Linked DNA regions of Gossypium hirsutum: regions 1 and 3 are each linked to region 2. A link is a contact called in public Hi-C data. All regions are on one chromosome and are shown on one strand. The core of a region is the stretch at or near the end of the contact, and the rest is flanking DNA. Distances in the headings are between cores, read along the strand shown.

Region 1 (4,244 bases), core at 593-3,092, 340 kb after region 2:
AAAGGTTAAGTAGGGTGTAGCAGTCCCCATGTCTCCAAATAGGAAGGCTATTGTTTCATTTGAACTTTTGTCCCATGACACAAAGCTATGTGTCGTGCTCCAACCTTTAGACTCGCTTCCAACCTGTTAGAATGTGCAAACCAGAGCTAAATTAACCATGAAAGTTTAATTGAAAGTACAACAATGTCTTGAGGGAAAAATATGCTTCAATACTTTTCATTAGTCCTGCCATGTAACAAGGAAACAACGTGTAATTGAAGTTGACATGATAAAAAATAGAAGAATCACACTCAACATATCATATGAATTAACTTGAATTGATAACTAGCCACCTACTGATAGCGTCACTAAGTAGGCAAAGGATACTAATTCCACCTCAGAAAGGAAGGAAAGGTCTTTTTGGATATATATATATATATATAAAAGCAGATATGCTACAAATCCTATCAAACATGTTTGGGAAGAAAGCAATAGCTCCGTGACAAGTGGTATTAGAGCCACTAATAACTACCCGAGTCCACATTGAAAAGGAAAAGAGAATCTTTAAATACATAAGTGTGTGCACTACACAGCTTATCAAAAAAAAAAAAAACACTTTGAGCAGATACACAATATGCTGCAGGCCAATGGTCCCATGACCATAGCACTAGATCAAAGATTCAAACTTCGAACCTAGGCCCACCCTCTCCTTCATCAGGACTAAGCTCTTTCTATAACAACATTTATTATAAATGTCATGCTTGTCAGAAAACTAAATTCTTATGTTTTATTTTATCCTTCATCTATAACAACAATAAGCATAAAGCATATCTACTTCAAATATTATTATGGTTATAGATGTAACATGATAAAAAGGAAATTGTAATTCAAGACAAGGAGCTCAGCATTGTAGCACAACCATTTGAATGAAGAAGGCGTTTTTTAGTTGGAACAAAATGTAGTTCAAAACATCTCCAAATTTAGCATTTAATTACCTGATAATAGTATTTCACCCCACCCTTTAAACCCGACATGACAGCGTCAAATATCCAACCAGGATCTCTCCAACCAACGCTCTCATTGGCCGGCGCGTGACACATGTCTTCCCTCTCGTACCTCCCCACACGTGCCACCGCTACGTCACCTTCCCACTCTCCTTCCTTCTCTCCGTACCTCACCTGCCTCTCCTCCGGGTCCTCCGCAACGAACATCACCCGCATCTCCCTTTCCCGACCGGTCAACGACAAGTGGATCTGCCCCGGCCCACGACCCAATTCGAAACCCACCGTCTCGGATTCCGCCAACAAGTGCTTCGTGCCCGGGAGGGGATTATGATCCTGGTCGTGGATTTCCGGGTTGACCTCGGATTCGGTCCAGCGGAAGATCCGGAAGGAGTAGTTAGAGCGGAGGGAGGTGAGGGGGAGAGAAATGGAGCCCGCTCCAGATTCCCAAGTTGAGGAAGAAGATGAAAGGAACTTGTAACCGATGAAGTTGTCGTGGGGTGAGTCGGGGGGCGAGTAGAGACCGAGCCAGTCGAGCTTGGACGGTGACTCGATGCCGGACCATTGGATGTGAACCGAATTACCCGATTTAGAAAGAGTTTTGGGGTTGACGGTGAGGATGGGTTCGGGTCGGACTTGAGAGATTAAAGGAAGGAAGAAGAAAAGCAAGATCATATTCATGGCGGATAACGGAAGTTAATCAAGTTGAGGATTGCAATAAAAGCGAAAGAAACAAGTATGGGCCTTTTTTTTTTGGGAAATAGAGAAATGTATGGGCTTTGAATAAAGGATTAGGCATATTTCTTTTTGAGGAAGATTATAATTGAGTGCCATTTTTATATATTTAGCAAAAGTGGATGACTTTTCAATTATTTAGCAAAATAAACATTTGTCCATATACTCATATAAAAAATAAAAAACATGTAATAATATCATAATTGGTCTCTAAAAGTTTATCAAATTTTCAATTTAGTCCATTTATATTTAAAAATATTATGTTATTTTTAAAATTTAAAATTGTATTGTTTAAAATATTTAAATTTATTATTTTAGTATGCTAATTATCTTTTAAAAATTTAGAAAGTGAGTGTTGAATATTTTTTAAGACATAATATATTATCTTTTTAAATATTAAAAACTTGAGAATTAGAATTATAAATCTATAATTCTGTATTATTGAAAAGAGAGTATCAATATTAAAACTAGTTTGTAGGTTTAAAAGGAATTTTAAAACTTTTTGTTCATTTTATAATTTGATTGAGTCTAGTCCTATTCAAGTCGAGAGTGATATTTAGATGAAGCCTATTCAGCAATAATGATTTCAGGATTTAAACTCAATCAAAATTCCTAAGAAATAAGTTTATTTCAATTTTTTTATAATTTTAAATTTTCATATATTAAAATAATGGTACTTAAATTTTTTTAATTTAAAAATAACATACTATTTTTAAATATAATTTTAAAGTGAAAGCAAGATATATAAAATTTTGAAATTTTGATAAATGAGGATTGAGAGAAGGAAGGAACCTGTAGAATATGAGAGTAGAAGTGAAAGTCGAGATATGAAGGTGTCAACTTTGAAGCAGGTATATAATATAACAAAAAGTCCGTTTTAATAGATCAATTATGTTCTTTCAATCTTACATGTATTAATGCTACATCTATTTAATTTTGTTATTAGTATGTACAATTTATGACACTGTTTAGTTGTTGTTATTGTTAAAGTGGCAGGGTGATTTTTTTTCTTCCTGTTATACGATGACATTAGTTTAATGTTATTTGAACCAAATCAGATCTGTTGAATCAAGAATTAATTGGGGTTACCAATTAGAAGATGGTCTTTGAACCGTTTGATTCAAAAATCATTATTAATCAGCACACTTAAACTTAGCATTAATATCAATATCAATGTCAATCAAGTTATGAATTAATTGACAATACAACATTAAATTATGAAATCCTCACGAATTAAATGAAAAATTCTGTAAGAAATATATTTGTAGATAAGTCTTTAGTTAAAATAGTGAAATTAAAACATTAAATATTATGGTATTTTAAGTTTAAATCTTACCATAGTAATATTTTATAAAAATATATATAAAAGTAAAAAACACTATTATATCAATATTTGTTATTTTATAAAAACAATAGACTTTTAGTCATGTTTCAACTAAATTAATGTTCTATTGACGAATGACAACAACTCGATCAAAAGCTTAAATAATGATATAAATATAAATACTTAGTAATTATAATATATTTAAATAATAATAATTAAAATTTACACAATGAAACTTAAGATTAATTATAATTTTTTAAGTAGGGCTTGTTTGAAAAAGTGTTAAAAAAATTGGTTAGTTATGGAAACAGATGCCATTTTAGTTTTCTTGAAAATGGAAAACATTGAAGAAACATGTTTGGTTAAAAATTTTAAAAATGATTCTTAGAAAATGAAAAATAAAAAACAATAAAAAGTTATTTTCACTAAAAATGCGTTTGTAAAAGTGAATGATGAAAATAAGAGTTTACAACTTTTAATGAATTGACTTTGGTTATTTAACAAAACAAATTTCAATGGTATTGAAAAATTCAATTTTGGGGTCAAATTTTCTTAATTCGAGTTGGCTAAAAATTAGGATTGAATAGTTAAGTGTTGAATATGTAACAACTCGATTTAGGGTCTAGTCGGAACAGTGGTCTCGGGACCATAAATCCGAAATTAGAAAATTTATTCTATTACAATTATGAGGTTGTAACATGATTATAACAGTGCATGAAAAATTTGGTGAGTCAATTTTAACGTTTGTGACCCCGATTGCGAAAAAAGACTAAATTGCATAAAAGGTAAAAGTTGCTTTTTAGTACCTCAAATGTGTTAAATAGCTAGAGAACTAAAATTAGAGGATTTCAAAGAGTAATTTGACCCCTAGAAGCAAGGTGGCCGGCCATAGGAAGCAAAATTGGTCAAATAGTCAAAGTTTAGGTGAATGATGTCATGAGTTGGTGATAAAATAATGCCTAAAAAGCCTAGCTATTATTTTCTTCTTCTCCATGTCTTCTCCCTACCCAAAATATCAGCAAAAGAGGGGTTTTTGAAGCTTTGAAATTTCAGCAACTTATTACCTCAACAAGTAAGTGATTCCCATGTCCTTAGTTAATAATTTTTGCACTTTTGAGACCCTTGAAGCATAAGCTTTCAAATGAGGGGTCTATTTTACAAAATGATTGAGAGTTTAGGGGTTTTTCCATGAAAGGATTTGTGAT
Region 2 (4,946 bases), core at 99-2,598:
GTCTTCAACCCTAGGTTAGCTAATGTTTTCGTGTTAATTTCCATTATGTGGACCAAAGCGCCCCTCACTCGTAACTGTTCCCATACAGGGCCGGTGTCGTGACACCCTAGTGCCGTGTCGTGATATTGAAGGCAGTATGCCTGGTTCAGGTTTTGCTACAAGGGTATGTCATGACATCCTATGGCTATGTTGCGACATCAAAGGCAAACTTGAAATTCTTGTATTTTGATCCCTATGTTGCGACATTGAACTTCTCGTGTTGCAACACAACAACCAGCCTTAAGTTTCTATGCCTTTGAATGGTGTCCTGCACACTCACTAAGTACATACATTAGCTCACCTTTAGGCCTCATTCGACCCTTAAGGTCATAAAAAAACTCAAAATACATGTTTTATTAAATTCAAACCAAATATGGAAAACTTAACTAAAACATAATAAAAATGCTTGTATTCAAGCTCTTTAAGTACGAAAACTAGTTTAATCTGCTACATGGTATTATGGCAAATCAAGAACCAATATTATATTAATGAGATCATTCTGCTAGACTAATTGTCAATTTAAGCATTGCATGCCACATTGAATATGATGTAAAGTATATTTAAAATATATGAATCAAGTTATAAATATTTGTGACTTGTTGTATGAACAGTTTGAATCTAATGTGTTAAAAAAAAGATAGCGTTAATAAGATTCATGGAAAACTTAGAGTCATATGATATAGCTTGGGTCCAAGTTGCTTATGCAATATGTATACATATGTTTAGAATAAAATTCATGTGTTTTAAATATGATTTAAGTCAGATTTGAGTTGACACTTAATGGCTAGGCAAATGAAAAACTTGATTGATATGATACTAGTACTTTAAAAACTCAATTAGAACGTTTTGATGTTTGAAAATTAATTTAGAGTTTGAGTCATAGTTTGAGGACTTCAAGTGCAAATAATTAAAAAAAGAGGAGTGAGAAAATTGAGGAGGACTTAATGCCTAAACTAATGGATAAATTTGAACCATATTATGAATAGGGGATGAAATTTCTTAAAAAAAAAAGGAAAAAGAAGAAGAAAAGGGGGCCCAACCACAATGTAACATGTTGGCATATTGTACAATGAAATGTATGTATGTGTTATAGTGGAGGGTAAGGGAAGAAACTGAAAAGCAAACAATGGTTGGAGATTCTGCCCCTTTTGTGTGAGTGAGCTTTACAACAAGCAAGACAAAGTTAAGGCATCGTTTGGATGTTGTAGCCATAAGAAAAACTCCTCACTCATTGGGATCCTTAAAAAAATCTTGACCGTTCAATCCTCCCTTTTACCTGATGCTTCTCACTTCAATACACGTGCTCTCTCTCTCTTTTTCTTCCCTTTTAAATCCTTTTGCTACCATGCATGGAATTCTCCTCCAACTACAACACACACACACACACACACCAAAAGGGTATCTAGAGAGAGAGAAACAGAAACAGTCTTGGGGTATTTTATTTTATTTCTTTTGTTCCTCTTGTAAGCCTCTTCATCGCCATCATTAGCGACCCTTCTTTATAAAATGTTTGATTTTTTTTTCTGGGTTTAAACAATTTTGAGATGAGCAAAAGAAATGGGATTTTTAAAAAGGGTCTCTTTTTGTTGTGGGTCGGATCTCTTTGTTGTACTTGAAACAGAGAACCTGTCACATCTCAGCTGCTGATTCTCGTTTTTTTATCATCTTCACTGAAACTAAAGCAAGCAACTTTTTTGTGATCTGTTTTTTTTCTCTCTCTGTTCCTTGATCTGTGTTCTTGGTTTCTCACAACAAAGATGGATGAAAGGAAATGCAAGAAATGAGTCACGGTTCCGGTTTGGTTCACTGGGTATTTTCAGTTTTTAAGTGATCAAAATATTTTTTAATGGAGCAAAATCAAGGAAAGAAGTTTGTTTGCAAGTTTTGCAACAAAGGGTATCCATGTGGGAAGTCCTTAGGAGGTCACATAAGGACTCACATGAATACTGAGAATCTTGGTGAAGCAGAGGAAAAGGCTGAAATCTCCATAAACAACCAGCAGCTTTTCTGTTCTAGGAACATAAAGAGAGCTGCTGAGGCTGAAGCTGGTGGTGGCCAATCTGCAACTTATGATCTAAGGGAGAACCCCAAGAAAAGCAAGAGATTTTCTGATTTAGGCAATGGTTCTGTACTCAAAGAGATGATTTGTAAAGAATGTGGTAAGGGTTTCCAATCATTGAAAGCTCTTTGTGGTCACATGGCTTGTCACTCAGACAAAGAAAGGGTCTTTCAGAAACTTGAGGATCATTGGGGTAACACTGAGAAACAGAAGCTGGTTGTGGATAGTCAATCAGATACTGAAATATCAACTCCAAGTAGGAGGAGGAGATCCAAGAGGATAAGGTGCAAAATAGGAGGTGTTTACTCTAATAATTCAGTCTCTTTGGCAAATGGTTCGTCATCTGTATCAGAGATTGAAGAACAAGAACAGGAAGAGGTTGCTATGTGTTTAATGATGCTGTCAAGGGATTCTGGTTGTAAGAAAGGGCTGAATTCAGTTGCTGATTCTTCAGACAACAACTCTGTCGTTCTGGAGGCTAAGTCATCCTCCATAGATTTGAGGATTACTGTTAAGAATGCTAACAATGGTGGTGAGCTTTTGAAGATGAAAAAACAAGGAGTCATCAAGCTGAAATCTTCTGGGTCTGGTCCTTGTTCTGAAAATTCTGATTCTGGGTATTTTAGGAATGGGCCCAAGAAGGTGGAACCAGATGTTTCAAGCAATGGGGTTACCAACAATGTTGAATGTAAGAAACTCAAGGTAAAGTCTAGATCTGGATTTGAAGACTTTGATGCAACACTTGGTAAAAATAGGAGTAAATTCAAGTACGTGAAAACTGAATTCCCAAAGGATTTGGTTAGTGAAGTAGGGGATAATCAAGATGATAGAGCTTTGACTAAGTATGGTTTAAGAAGTGGGAAGAAAGATTATTCCAGTTCTCCAAAGGGAACCAAACTTGAGTCAATACATGATAGAGGTGAAGACAGCTTAGCAAATGGTTCTTTTCATGCTCCAATGGCTGCTACCAAGTTGTCAAATGGCAATGCTGAGAAAAGATTGGGGTCAAAGAAAAACAAAGGGCATGTATGCCCTTTCTGCTTCAGGGTTTTCAAGTCAGGCCAAGCTTTAGGAGGTCACAAAAGGTCCCATTTTGCTGGGGGTTCAGAGGAGACAACATTGGTCATCAAACAAGACTCACCAGATATGCCATTACCAGCTCTCATTGACCTTAACCTTCCAGCTTCTCTTGAAGAAGATGCAATGGAGAATTCTGGGTTCATCCCATGGTAGCTGTTTAGAAAGCACCACAACCATGATCTCTTTGCTAAGATGAGGAACATGCAAGAGAATTTACAGTGTACAAATGAACAATTTACTCTTTTGGTGTTTCTCTTTGGCTTCTGATTCAATATGGTTTTTTTTGCTAAGGTAAATGTTCCCCTTTTTCTCCTTTTTAAAATTTTATCTATGTTCTTGAACATGTATCTTCATGCTTACACAACTTTTCAATTCATTGTCCATCTTTTTTGTAACATTCTCAACTATGGTTTTTTTTTTTTTCAGTACTCTTTCAAATCTGTCAAATATAGAGTCTTGTAGGAAGCAAAAAACAGCAGCTTCTGATTTTAACTTGTATGATAAAAGCATTTGATAAATAGGTAGGCTATCATATGTTATCCTTTGATACAACCAATCTCACTGTTGAAGTGTTGTTTTTAAAGAAGAGCCAAGGACCACCTGCTTTTTGGGGAAAACATTAAAGAAAGCTTCATTCTAAGGAGTGGAAATGAAGTTTCCCCTAAATTCACATGCCCCAAGAACTGTACACGCCATTTATTTGCTACTTTCTACACATATTTAGACACTCCAATAGGTTGCATTTTTAAGCACATACACACACCCCCACACATATATGTACTGTTTGGGAAATGACATAAGATCAATTTTAATGCTCTCCTTTTTGTTAATAACAAAAGATTAAGTTTCTCCATCTTAACAGACCTTGTCTGTCAATGAACAAAAGAACGGAGAAAGGAGCTTTGTTTCTCACATTATTCTCTTTCCTTTAAATATAGTTCAAGAATTTAGGTCAACCCCCCAATGCTAGGCATGTAAAAGTAGGTAGAAATGAAAAATCTTTGAGCTATTTGAGATGGCATTGAAAGAGGTGAAGATATTATTGAGTAGTTGGACTATTTTATTTATTTGAAGGAATTTTTTTTTATTCAACACTCTGCATCCGAATTCAAATAACTTGGAAGAGTACTCATATTGACAGAATGCAATTAAACAAAACAAACCCAATCTCATTTTTTATACCATTTAATTGGACAGAGCAGCATATTTCTTTATAACAGCACACCATGACCCTTTTGTTGGTTGCTCATTATTATATTCTCTTATCTATTGATTGTGTGTCTACTTGAGAAAGAGACTATGTGTAAATTAGTTAAAGGTTTTTCATGTTGATTATAGTGATTTAGGCCATTGAATTTAGGGTTTTTTTAATGGCCCAATCATAGATGAGCCCACTACAAAATGATGGAAAATTCCAAATTGGGCTCAAATGTCCATTTTTATCTTCTTTCAAACTTGGTGCTTGGAATACTGAAAAATTTGCAAATTTTTTATTTTGGGATAAAGCAATTTTAGGCCCCTGGACTTTGTGCCTTTTCTTAAGTTGGTACTTTAGTTTTCCTTTTTCTTGTCAGGTCGGTACTTGAACATTGATTCCGTCGTACACCATTAATTTTTGCTTGTTTGACTTTCCAATAACTAATTACAACCCAACACATTTCAAAATTGTCAAATCAAATGCTCAGCGAGGGACCAAATAAAAAACTACATGTGACAGCCTAGAGTTGGATGGCTAGCTGGACTCTATTTCTCAATAACCATAGTCCAA
Region 3 (4,428 bases), core at 733-3,232, 440 kb after region 2:
GATACAGAAGCCTTATACTATTGTATACTTCCACTCTGCAGCATCATTACAAGTGTAAGTATTGTATGGTTATGAGAAATTTGGCTTATTTGATGCACTTTAAAGAAACTACCTGGGGTTAATGTTTGGTGGGATTCGTTAAATGTTTTTGTTCTCTGAGTGAAGGCTTTTTGACCTTTCGTTGTTAAACAATGCTATTATCTCAGTATCATAGCTTAGCTGCTGTCTATCAGTTTTTTCCTAGTTGTGAAGTTGATTTATCTGATCACCAAATGTTAACATATATTAAAACAGAGAGGAAGCAAACGATAATGGGGTAAGAATCTGTGTGTGATTTACTGAGTGATCAATAATTTCTTTACACTTATGATAGCTAGTCAATCTTCGAGCTCCTCATACAACTTGTTCACTGATGTTGCATGTAATATTTTCTAATATTAGAACAATTCCTAGACATTGACAAAATCACAAGCAAAATTGCATAACTCAAAGCAATGAAAACAAACAAGAAGGTTGTGCCTTGTCTTGGGAAAATAAAATGTTGGTTAGGAAATTTTGATTTAATTAATACAAACCGTTCTTGGTTATGGTTAAATTCGATGTGAATTTTTATTCCCTGCTCATGTGACATTTTTTTTTTTTCGCGTTCTGGTATAACCAGCCAACCAGACTTGGGATGGATGAGAAGATTACAGCAAATACTTGGTCGGAAACACCAACGTAACCTGCATGTATGTAGGCACTTTCTATTCCTAATGTTTTTAGTATTCATACACAACAATAGTTATTTTATCATTTTACATGTTTTGCAAAGGCAATATATGTTCTCCATCCTACATTTCACTTGAAGACTGCAATTTTTGCTCTGCAAATGTTCGTGGATAAGGTGGTATGTCTTAAGTCTTAACTATTTCTCTCATTTGAAGACTGATGTTACTGCTGAGGAATCTTGGTAACTTGATGTTCTTGGAAATGATATACAGGTGTGGAAGAAAGTGGTATATGTTGATAGGCTTCTGCAGCTATTCAAATATGTTCCTCGCGAGCAGTTGACCATCCCTGATTTCGTGTTTCAGTTGAGTGTTCTAGTTTTATCCTTTTATCATATAAAACGAAACATAGCATCATTTATAGTCTTTTGGCAATGGATGTTCTTATGCAGTCCTACAATCCAATCAAGTTATCCAACAGTTTTTTTTCATGATTCAGCTTAGTTATATTGTATGTTGATAGAAATGATTCTAAGCATTTGGTTAACACTGATATTGCAGGCACGATATAGAAGTGAACGGTGGAAAGGGTCTTATTGTAGACCCTCGAACGAAATACATATATCATCGACCATAGAACATTTAAATACACAGTTTCAGAGTTGATGAAAGCCAGTAATTCTTGGTTTGATTTCCTCATCACCTTGTATTTGTAGGCAGGTAGTGGGTTGGTTGTGTTTGGTTTTTCATGTAGATATGTTTCTTTTTTTTTCGTTTTATTTTTTGAGCAATGATATGTTTGTTAATAATATATATTTCATGGTGATGTGAGCTTTTCTATTTGATTTCAACATGTTGCACTACATCCTGAGAAAGTGGACTCTTTCTTGGCATGTTTTAAAGAGGGGAAGGGATTGTCGGGGTTTTGAATCTGTCGATTATGGACATGGTCGACTTTAGACAGATCAGATTGTAAGTGTTGAGCTTTGAATTCTAATTTGTACTTCATTTTTTAAATGAATCATTACCGTTCAAATCTGTCGTTTTTTATTTTTATTTTTTTTAAAAAGCATTTTAAAGTTATTTTCACTCATTTAAAATATAAATATTTATTTTTGCACTATAAAACTAAGAAATTATAAATTAAGTAAAAATAAAATTCAACCTGTAAACAGAAATCCAATTTGAATCAAATACATTTAAAAATAATCAAAAAAATATAATTTATTTTGAATAAAATAGAATCAATATTTCTTTGCTCCAGCCCAGTAACAGAGGCAAGAAATGATCCAAGTTGGTTGCTGGCCTATCGGGCCTAAGGAATCTTACGTGTCAGGATTCTGTTCAATAACACACTCGATCCTGTAATCCACAGATTGCATATAATTTTTTTTATCTTTATTTTTATTTTTGTTTATTTTTAATTCTCCCCTTCCCTTCATCTGAGTCGCTGAAAGCCTGAAATTAATGAAGTTTCTCCTTTTTCTTTTTGATATAAAAAGCCTGAAATTAATTTTGTGAGGACGAAATTAAATGCCCAGAATTTCATTTTAGTTGGTTTCAATCAAGAAAGAGGAAAAAAAATCATTTTGTTTTCCAAGAAAAATGGTGCAGACCCTTTCATTAAGCAGTACTTTAACAACCTCTGGAAACACGGCTATTTATGGAACAGAAGTAGGCGGGAGGCGGCAATTTGAGATAATTGGAAAAGGTCATATGAAATATGGGATTAGTAGACAATATTTCTGGCATGGGTATGTACCAAGTTTTTACTTTAATGGCAATCCCAATTTGATGAAGAAAAGGAACTTTGGGGTTAAAGTTGGTTGGCCGTTTAAAGGAGGTGACCGGGAATTGGGTGCAAGCTCAGAGCGTAGTGAGACTGCTAATGAAGATATACTGATTTTCTTTTTCCAATTAGACTTGGCTACTCAAGTTCAGGTTTGGTGATGTGAGCTTGTGTTTTTTTTTCATCTATGATATGAATTTTATCTTTTATTAATAGTTATTTCTGTTTATCTCTCAGTTTATAGGATTCGGTCATTTTTTATGTTGTTTTTCTGTGGATTTGCAGCGTGCTTTGAACTTGGAAGAATATGAATTTGCACAGCAACTTAGAAACAAGCTTACTGAGGTTAGAACTTAGAAGACCTGATATTAATTGTTGGACTCTTTTGGAAGCTTTCCACTGGCTATTAGTTGTTAATGAAATGATTACTATGGTAGATTTTTAGTTTTCTTTGTACTCATTTTGCATGCATCAGTTCTTTATTTCATTATTTAGTATCATGAATTTATGTAAGCTTGGTTGGTACAATGTGTATCCAAGTTTGTTCATAAAAAATGGAGCTGAGACATGTGTACGTAAGTGTCTTTTCATTAACAAGTGTTCTGCTATGAAGGTTGAAGCAGAAATCCTCAAGCAGCAAGAAGCAAAAAGAGGTTTGTCCTCAAAGAGTGAAGCTCAAGATAAGGCACTAAGTCTTGTGCGTCTACGGTGAGGTCCCTCGCTTATGTTATATGCACTCTTCTTATAGTGCAGAGTATTGATTTTTATGAGAGATTGAGGATTTGGAGTATCTTCTTTTTTATTTTTTATTTAGATACACTTGAGTGCTTCAGGCTATTCATTTTCTTTGTTTCATTGCAGTGGAGAACTGCACAATGCAATCGAGAATGAAAATTATGCTTTGGCAGCTCAATTACGGGATGACATTTCTATACTCGAGGCTGAATCTTTGGCTGCATCTGCAAAAGCATTGGCATATGAAAAGGCACAATACGCTTTTCGTTTGGGACAGAAAGTTCAGCATAAATTTTTTGGTATACCATCAAACATGATTTCCAGTAAATTATATCAGCTATTAATTTCCTCCCTTTGTTTCTTCTCCTCCATCCCTTTACCCTAAATTCCACTATTGGGAATTGATTTCTTTTTCCTTTTCTATTTAATAATTCCTTTATATTTCAGTATGCTATTGCTTGTCGATGTGCTACAGCTTTTGTACTCGCTCAGCCTCCCTCTCCCTCCCCCAAAATCCCACCCTTCTTTCTAAAGATAGAGAAAGATAGGACAGAGAGAAGATGAGAGCGAAGTACAACCCTGTAAAGTATTACATCCATCGAGATTTACTGTGACAAGCATTAATACAAGGTTCTTGTCCTCTTGTCTTGTCATTCCCTACTTGTTTATATTATCCAGGTTATCGAGCTGTAATTTGTGGGATGGATCCAGTGTGCTGTGAATCAAGTACATGGATGGAAGCTGCACAGGTTGAAAAGTTGTCTCATGGTTCTAATCAGCCATTTTATCAGGTTTGATTAGTACTTATATTTAAATTCATCTGGAATGAGCAGTATTCTTTTCTTATAATCGAGATAATATTTAGCTTTCAATGCAATGAACCCCATGTATGACCTGTTATATCTGCTCTTCTTTTCTTGAAGCCTCCTAAGTTTTGCAATGGTCAATGAACTTTCTCTTTTGGTATGGATATATTATTATGACATAGAAACCAATAAAACATAATTTCTATACAGAAACAATAAGCATTTGGATCAGAAAAATCCTGGTAGGCTTTATGAGTGCTTCCTGTAAGATTTTACCATGCAATAAACAAATATGACCAAGTTCAATAGTGCGCTAACTTCTCTTTGCCTATTTTCTAGTTGATGATTGTTCAAATTTTGGACCTTATACACTTGACCCTCATTGCTT

What was found. A called contact is a pair of places that touch in the nucleus more often than the background predicts.
Region 1: a contact with region 2 is called in a Hi-C map of leaf, with 2.1 times the contacts expected there. The contact joins the promoter of LOC107893926 here to the promoter of LOC107893669 in region 2. A contact is called at or near these places in 3 of 34 Hi-C or Micro-C datasets (callus and leaf).
Region 3: a contact with region 2 is called in a Hi-C map of leaf, with 1.8 times the contacts expected there. The contact joins the promoter of LOC107920449 here to the promoter of LOC107893669 in region 2. A contact is called at or near these places in 2 of 34 Hi-C or Micro-C datasets (both in leaf).

The regions. Positions count from the first base shown.
Region 1 is chrA13:32,547,921-32,552,164 of Gossypium_hirsutum_v2.1, forward strand. It overlaps LOC107893926 (probable inactive purple acid phosphatase 2), which reads right to left and starts at 1,843. Exons shown (of 2, transcript XM_016819072.2): 1 at 975-1,843; 2 at 1-123. The coding sequence starts at 1,661. LOC121212430 (a long non-coding RNA gene) reads left to right here and starts at 4,025. Exons shown (of 3, transcript XR_005907568.1): 1 at 4,025-4,111.
Region 2 is chrA13:32,209,166-32,214,111 of Gossypium_hirsutum_v2.1, forward strand. It overlaps LOC107893669, which reads left to right and starts at 1,349. Exons shown (of 1, transcript XM_016818726.2): 1 at 1,349-3,600. The coding sequence starts at 1,886. The coding sequence ends at 3,331.
Region 3 is chrA13:32,650,827-32,655,254 of Gossypium_hirsutum_v2.1, forward strand. It overlaps LOC107920449 (clp protease adapter protein ClpF, chloroplastic), which reads left to right and starts at 1,983. Exons shown (of 8, transcript XM_016850179.2): 1 at 1,983-2,651; 2 at 2,785-2,844; 3 at 3,113-3,207; 4 at 3,361-3,533; 5 at 3,913-4,025. The coding sequence starts at 2,316. LOC121212699 (protein GDAP2 homolog) reads left to right here. Exons shown (of 15, transcript XM_041086008.1): 11 at 1-54; 12 at 662-731; 13 at 815-886; 14 at 984-1,075; 15 at 1,272-1,731. The coding sequence ends at 1,347.